2 separate regions of the Mus musculus genome follow, and region 2 is linked to region 1. Evidence: chromatin contacts called from public HiChIP or PLAC-seq data. All regions are on one chromosome and are shown on one strand. The core of a region is the stretch at or near the end of the contact, and the rest is flanking DNA. Distances in the headings are between cores, read along the strand shown. Region 1 has its middle 26 kb from the start of Gm34482. Region 2 has its middle 140 kb from the start of Gm12511.

Region 1 (3,468 bases), core at 559-3,058:
GAACGACCAGTTATAGAAGGAAATCTGGTTACCTTAGCCAGGATAGGTGAGTCTCTTATATCTTCATCCTGTAAGGAAACTTTGAAATAAGTCTTAAAAAAGCCAATTTTATTGACTTTTTAAAAGATGGAATTTCATGTATTCCAAGCAGAGCTTGAATTTGCCCTGTAGCCAAGAGTGAGTTGGAACCCATGATCTTCCTCCTTCTCCTTCCATGCTAGGATTACAAGAGTGTGCCTACCACCTTGTCTCTCTGAGCAGTATCCCTAACTCCTTGTCTGGCAACTGACATTGGCAATTGGAAATCACTGCATGAACTAAAGGAAGCAAAGTTATCTGTCATTGAGGTTGTGACACATCTGAGTGTTTTGTTTCTCTCTTCACTGAGGATAGCAGCCCTCTCTGCTGAGACACAGGGGTATCTTCCTCAAAGGGCTGTCTACATCTTGCTTTCAAGGAAATAAAGTGAGTCTAGAACTCATCTTGCATCCCCTGAGTCTCTGCTGCCTGTAACTCATTATATTAATTACACCCAGGCTGCACATTTTGGGGGTGAAATGTTTTTATCCTTTAGGAGAAAGTCAGATCATAGAAACAATAAATCTGAAATTGTCAACAGCATCCCCCAAATTTTAGAACATGCAAATATGCCCAGTGGGGATCCAGTGCTAATGCAAGCACTGACTTCAAGGCTGCTCCTTTTATCACTTGCACAGTTTTCCTGGTCTACTGATAACTGGTCATGCCGTACTTTTCATTATTCTGGCTGCTGCTGCTAGCTGCTGCAGTCACTGTTCCTCTTCTTCGTTCTTTTCCTCCTCCCTCTCCTCTACTTTATCCTCCTCCTCCTCCTCCTGCCCCTCCTGCTTCTCCTCCTCCTCCTCCTCCTCTTCCTCCTCCTCCTCCTCTTCTTGCTCCTCCTTTTGTTCTTCTTTTTGGTTTGTGTTTGACTGTGTTACCTGGGTCTCACTCTATCCCACTCACTCTGTAGCCTTGAACTCACGGTTATCTATCTCCCTGTCACAGTCTTTTAAGTGCTAGGGATGATAGGCATGAGCTGCTATACCTGCTCATCCCTGCTTATCCTGCTTCTTGACTGACCGTGCTTGCTGTACCCCCAGGATACCATACCAGCTCTCCTCCATCTTACTGGCCCTGAGTACTCTTTTATACAACTCAGTTTATATGTTCATTTTGCCTTCACCTGGGCAATAATTCTCCATCCTTAAAATAATTCCATTAACCTGTGTATGTCCTGTCCATGTCGAGTCTGATTAGGATCCTGGAAAGGACAAATATATGAGATCTTACTTCTCTATGCAGACATAGCATTAGGTAGCTGTAAGGCCATTAACATAGAGGAGAGAGTGCTGGGAAGAAACGTTATCACTGGGAAGAGAGCAACAAGCATCAAGAAAAGATGCCTTAGAGGAAAGAGGTCACTGTGAACCCCTTCAGACAAGAAGGATTGAACCAGGGACAGGGGAGGCTATAGGTGGAGTGATGCAGGCCAAACAAGCATCAAGTGCACAAATGTAAAGCTCTCAGCTTACACCCCCCAGCCAGGTTACAGGACCCACAAGGAAAATAACACTGTGTTATTTCCTAATATAACCTGGGCCAGGGATCAGTCTTAGAGACTGAAAATATATCTAGCTTACCTCTTATTTTGTTTAATTCATGATGTTGTTAAGAGTTTTATATTTTTAAACGACTAGGAAAAATTACTCAACCGATCAGGACTACTTCATGACACATAAAAATGCTATGCAATTCAGATGTCAGCATCCATGCATATAGTCATATCAGAACCCAGCCACGCCTGCTTATGTATGCATTACCCAGCACTGCTTCTGAGCTATTGTAGCTGAAGTGAGTAATAGCAGGAGACCATTTGGCTCATGAAGTCTAAATCATTTCTTATCTTGCCCTTTACAGGAAAAGCTTGTTGACTTGTGGCTTAGGCTAAAGAATCCGACTACTGAGGCTCCAGTTCTGAACTCTCTTTCTCCCACCTGTGTGATTTTGGACCATCAATTTTTTTCACATTTTTTTAATTGGATATTTTCTTTATATACATTTCAAATTTCAAATTCTATCCTCCCCCTATATCCTCCCCCCTGCCATGTTCCCCTACTCATCCACTCCCGCTTTTTGGCCCTGGCATTCTCCTGTACTCGGGCATATAAGGTTTGCTAGACTGAGGGGCCTCTCTTCCCAATGATGGCCAACTAGGCCATCCTCTGCTACATATGCAGCTAGAGACACGAGCTCTGGGGGTACTGGTTAGTTCATATTGCTGTTTGGACCAACAATTTTATCATCACTCCCTGTCACTGTTTTCCCATTTGAGGATAAACATGAGTTGTTATGGAAACTGGGTTAGTACACTCTAACCTGGGAGGTTTAGAGTAGTGTCTTGCACATAACAAGCTCTCAGTAAATGTTTCTTATTCCCTTTGTGGCGGAGGAGCTCAGCTGCAGGCTTGGCATCTTTTCTTATTCAGAGGATATTTCTTGAAAGAATGAAACCGTGAGGAAGTGCATTGAGGTGTGTCCTCGAGACCATCACTAGCTCTGTGCTGCTTTCCAAAGGGGCTGAGGAGGGAATTCCAGTCTCCAGTGCCTTTTCCACTCTCCAGCATCGCCGGAACATCTGCTAGTAATCTTGGTCTTGTGGCATTTTTTTCCCTTCTGTTTTTGTTAATTTTTAAAAGAATCTTTGGGCTGTGGATGATGGAGAGAAAAAGTCCAGGGTGAGGGGCGATGACTGTGGAGTGTGTGCAGTGGGGAACAACTAGTATGGACTTTTGACATGAGAGATAATGTTTCCAGAGAGTAAGGGGCCCCCAACATAAAAAAAAATTCTCCAAGAAAAAGAGAACTAGTAACTATTTCTTAGAGTCTCCTTGGAGCACTGTAGGCAGATGGTGTGTTTTAATATGAGAGACTTGTTCCAGCCTCCCAGGGCAACCAGCGCGTGGCCATGGGTCCAGAAAGGCAGCTTGCTCATCCGTAGGCTGAATACTTCTGTGTAACAAGACTCTCTTGCGGCTTAGAAAAGGCTTTCAGTCTCCTTGAGACATCTGTTTTGTAAAAATCAGCCCAGCACGCTCAGAGCATCACCAACAGAGTCTGTATTCATCCTTCAGGGGCCATTTTATCTGCACACTGACTGAGACCCTAAAAACTCGGAGCCAAATCCTGTCCCGCATCATTACCCACCCGGATTCTTGATGATTTTAGTTTCTATAATCAGGGCAACATTATCTTTACCTCGCAAAGAGCGGAGTGTGGATTCGCATCTCATTGTCCACAGAGTTCCAACCATTAGCACCGAATTGGTGAGTGGGTTTTTACCAGCTATGTGTCCAGTTTCAGTGGAGAGGAGGAGAAACAAAACCCACAACCGCAGTGTGGCCAAGTAATTGCTTTCAATGTACTGAACAGTCTGAGCCCTGTCTCACT
Region 2 (3,243 bases), core at 465-2,964, 220 kb before region 1:
AACAAAGTCAACATAGTCACATGGACGGAGAACCAATGAATGACTAGGTCTATACCTCAGCATCATTGTTGTATTCTTTTCTCTGCCCTTCCAGAGCTGGAGCTTGCCCAGCATGCGTAAGATAACATCTCTGATCTGTGTTGGTTCCTTCCCCAGGGTCACCTGGTATGTGCTCTGCCATCTTACCCCAAACAGTGGCTACAATGACACAGGCATCTTGCCGCACTGTTCTCACCAACCATAGCTACTACTTCATCTTTGCTTAAGGATACACTCAAAAGAGATTATTTAATACATTGCCACTCTCCTTTCTGTCCTTCCTTCCTTCCTTCCTTCCTTCCTTCCTTCCTTCCTTCCTTCCTTCCTTCCTTCCTTCCTTCCTTCCTTCCTTCCTTCCTTCCTTCCTTCCTTCCTTCTCTCTCCTCTCTTTCTCTCTCCCTCTCTCTTTCTTTTTTCATTCTTACCTTCAGAGTCTCACATAGTTCAAGCTTTTTTCAAACTCAATTGTCACTGCAAATAACCTTCGCTCTTAATCCTCATTCATCTGTCTCCTAAGTGCTGAGACCACACACCCAAAATGTCGGAATTTCCTCTTTAGTTTACACCCTAAATGCTTTCTGTCTTTCCCTTGTACTGATGACATTGGGTATGGCAAGTTGTTTCTATCCAACTCAAAGGTACTGATCTACACTAATTCTGGAAAAATTGTTTCTTTCTCCAGAGTGGCCATCTTAGGAAGAGAATTTGAGTCCAACTTCACAGGAAAGACTCAATCGCCACCAAGGAACGGGTAAAATATCCATGCAAAATCACTACATTTCTCATGTGAAGTATTCAACACCTTCTAATATCAGAGATTAAAATTAATTTAGATCAATTGTTGTTTAGTCAACTCCTGCCCAAGACTATGTAGACAAGAGAGACACATACTAACCACTGGAACTCTAGTCATTTTCATTTCCTGCTTGAGATGAATCCATTTCTTGATGGTTTATTTGTTCCACTGGAGTACCTGGAGCCTTAGAATTCTCATTGGATTTTGTAAATACTGTCACCCTAGGATTTCCCTTTAACCCTTCAATCCCAAGGTCAACTAAAGTGGTGGTGAAAGGTTAAAGTGTCATCCAAAGAACGTCCACTCATCTCTGCGGTGAGCCAGCATGGTCCCAGGAAGTCATGTGCTCATGCTATGTAGCTCTTCCACCTGCCTTGTTGCCTAAGTGATTCGCCTGGTCTGAAATGATATATGGCTGCATAGTTGGGAAGAAAGCTTTTATTTCTAAGGTTCTCAGCTCCTTATTCTCTACTCATTACAAAACCTGGGTGAAAACAGGATTGGGCCTCAGCAAAAGTGACACTTGTAAATCTTAGGATCTCATACTAGCCAGGTACTTTTCATCATTTAACAACTCTCTGAGGCTTCTAAGGATGGTTGTTGTAATCTCTGCCTGACAAAGGGGGAAAGTGAGGCTGAGGTGAAAAGTGGTAGACTGAGTATGAAAACATGATGTATTCTCTTCATATATGTAGTCCCTGGGAGAGAGTGATTCAGGAAGCGGCCAATCGCATCCAGTGTGGGGGAGGAGCATCTGCTGAGCAGATGCCGGGACCCACTGGCCAGATGCCACATGGATATGGCTTTTCTTGGCTGGGATGGCTATCTCGAGACAAGCTGCATGGCAATCTCATGTTTTCACTGTGAGTCATTCTGTTACACTCTGGAGAATTTATATAGCCAAGGAGCCATAATGATCCACCCAGGGCTCCTACCTTTCTATGTCCCAGCAATCCAGAAGAGCAATTCTGTTATGAAACGTCCTCCCAGTGCCACCCGGAGTTAACGGGAAGTCATGTGATCCACGTTAATCAGTACACAGGTAAAAAAAATAGATGCTTATCGGATCACGTAGACTGGGTTCCCTGACAGCTCAGCTTCATGAAACCAAAGTTCATTTTCTTTTTAAATTTGAGAACTATGCTATGTTGCTGTTGTTGTTGTTGTTGTTATCTCTTAGGGTTTTGCTATGTAACCCTGATACTCATCAGACCAAGCTACCCTTGAAACCATGGCAATGCTCCTGCATCGGCCTTCTGACTGCCAAGTTCACAAATGCCACACACTATTAAACAATAGCACCCAGCAAGTTGGAAATCCAAGCTCCCCAGATAGACCACTGATCCTTCCCAGTCTGGCTGTGGCCTGACCTTTTCACAGTTCATTCTCCAGCTGAGCCAATGCTGTCTTCCTGTCCTCCCAGCTCCATCAGTAGCCACCCTCGCTCAGGCTTCACACTCCTGTCCTCTCCTCACTTTGTCCTGATCCATCTTCAGCCCTAGCCCCCAGCCTCTCAGTGGGAACCTTCCTGAGCATTCTTATTCACATTTAAGCTCTCCTTCTCCCTCGTCTTCAGACAGCATCTTATAAGGCGCACAAATGGATTCCTGTGGTGGATATAGCACAGTAAACGAACATATAGAGGGTAGGAGAGACTCTTTTGTTTCTGTGACAGACATATGGGCTAGAAACAATACAGGCATACAGCCTTATTTGGCTCATGACTTGAGAAGGATTTCAATTTGTTAAGGCAGGGAAGGCATGGCTCTGTCCATGGTGTGTGAGTTTGCATGTGTGGTTTGTTAAAGGAAGGAGAAGGTAGAAAGGTACCAGAGGCAGGCATAACCTTCCAAGGTCTACCACTAGCAGCTAATTTTTGCCAGCCAATCCCCACTTCCCAAGATCTCCACAGTAGCACTGCAGCTGGGGACTGAATTTTTAAACTATGAATCTTTGAGAAGCACTTCAGATTCAAACCATAGCATAAAGTCTCCCAACAATGTATTGTGCTTAGGTGGTGTGCTGTTTTGCCTGATGGGAATGGGGCCTTCATGTGACACAGAGAAGGGAGATAAGGGGAAAGGGTCAGAGAATTGTAGTTCATGGTAGGTCATCAGGAAGCAATCCTGATAACAAAGGGAGAGACTTGAGTCATAACAGCCTTTAAAGAAAGAACTGGCTTGGACAGAAGAGAATTTTGCAAGTTCTAGTTTACTAGTAAGACATTTTGAGCACTTATGTCTGCATTCTCCTTTGAGGCAGAGAAAGCTCCCTGTGGCCTGGCTCTGAAAATTTCATACAACTCAAAGGATATAATCTTGTTGTCCAAGAAGGAAAGTACCCTAACTGCTTCAGGGAAGCAGGCCCATATAGTTCAATTTGAGCCAAAAGGGCCAGTGTCCTGTCCA

Evidence for each region. HiChIP or PLAC-seq counts read pairs in DNA pulled down with a chosen protein or histone mark.
Region 2: a contact with region 1 is called in a FOXA1 HiChIP or PLAC-seq map of pancreatic cancer cells. The contact joins two enhancer-like sites. A contact is called at or near these places in 1 of 484 Hi-C or Micro-C datasets (epidermal suprabasal cells) and 2 of 115 datasets of contacts at active chromatin or transcription factors (fibro-adipogenic progenitors and pancreatic cancer cells).

What each region holds. Positions count from the first base shown.
Region 1 is chr4:55,925,758-55,929,225 of GRCm38.p6, forward strand. No RefSeq gene overlaps it. Among named protein-coding and RNA genes, the nearest start is that of Gm34482, 26 kb to the right of the region's middle. Within about 2 kb of position 1,809, at least 35 of the 459 cell types and tissues checked have an H3K27ac peak or open chromatin away from gene starts, as enhancers often do. A contact at or near this core is called in pancreatic cancer cells, where this site is marked.
Region 2 is chr4:55,706,382-55,709,624 of GRCm38.p6, forward strand. No RefSeq gene overlaps it. Among named protein-coding and RNA genes, the nearest start is that of Gm12511, 140 kb to the left of the region's middle. Within about 2 kb of position 1,715, at least 31 of the 459 cell types and tissues checked have an H3K27ac peak or open chromatin away from gene starts, as enhancers often do. A contact at or near this core is called in pancreatic cancer cells, where this site is marked.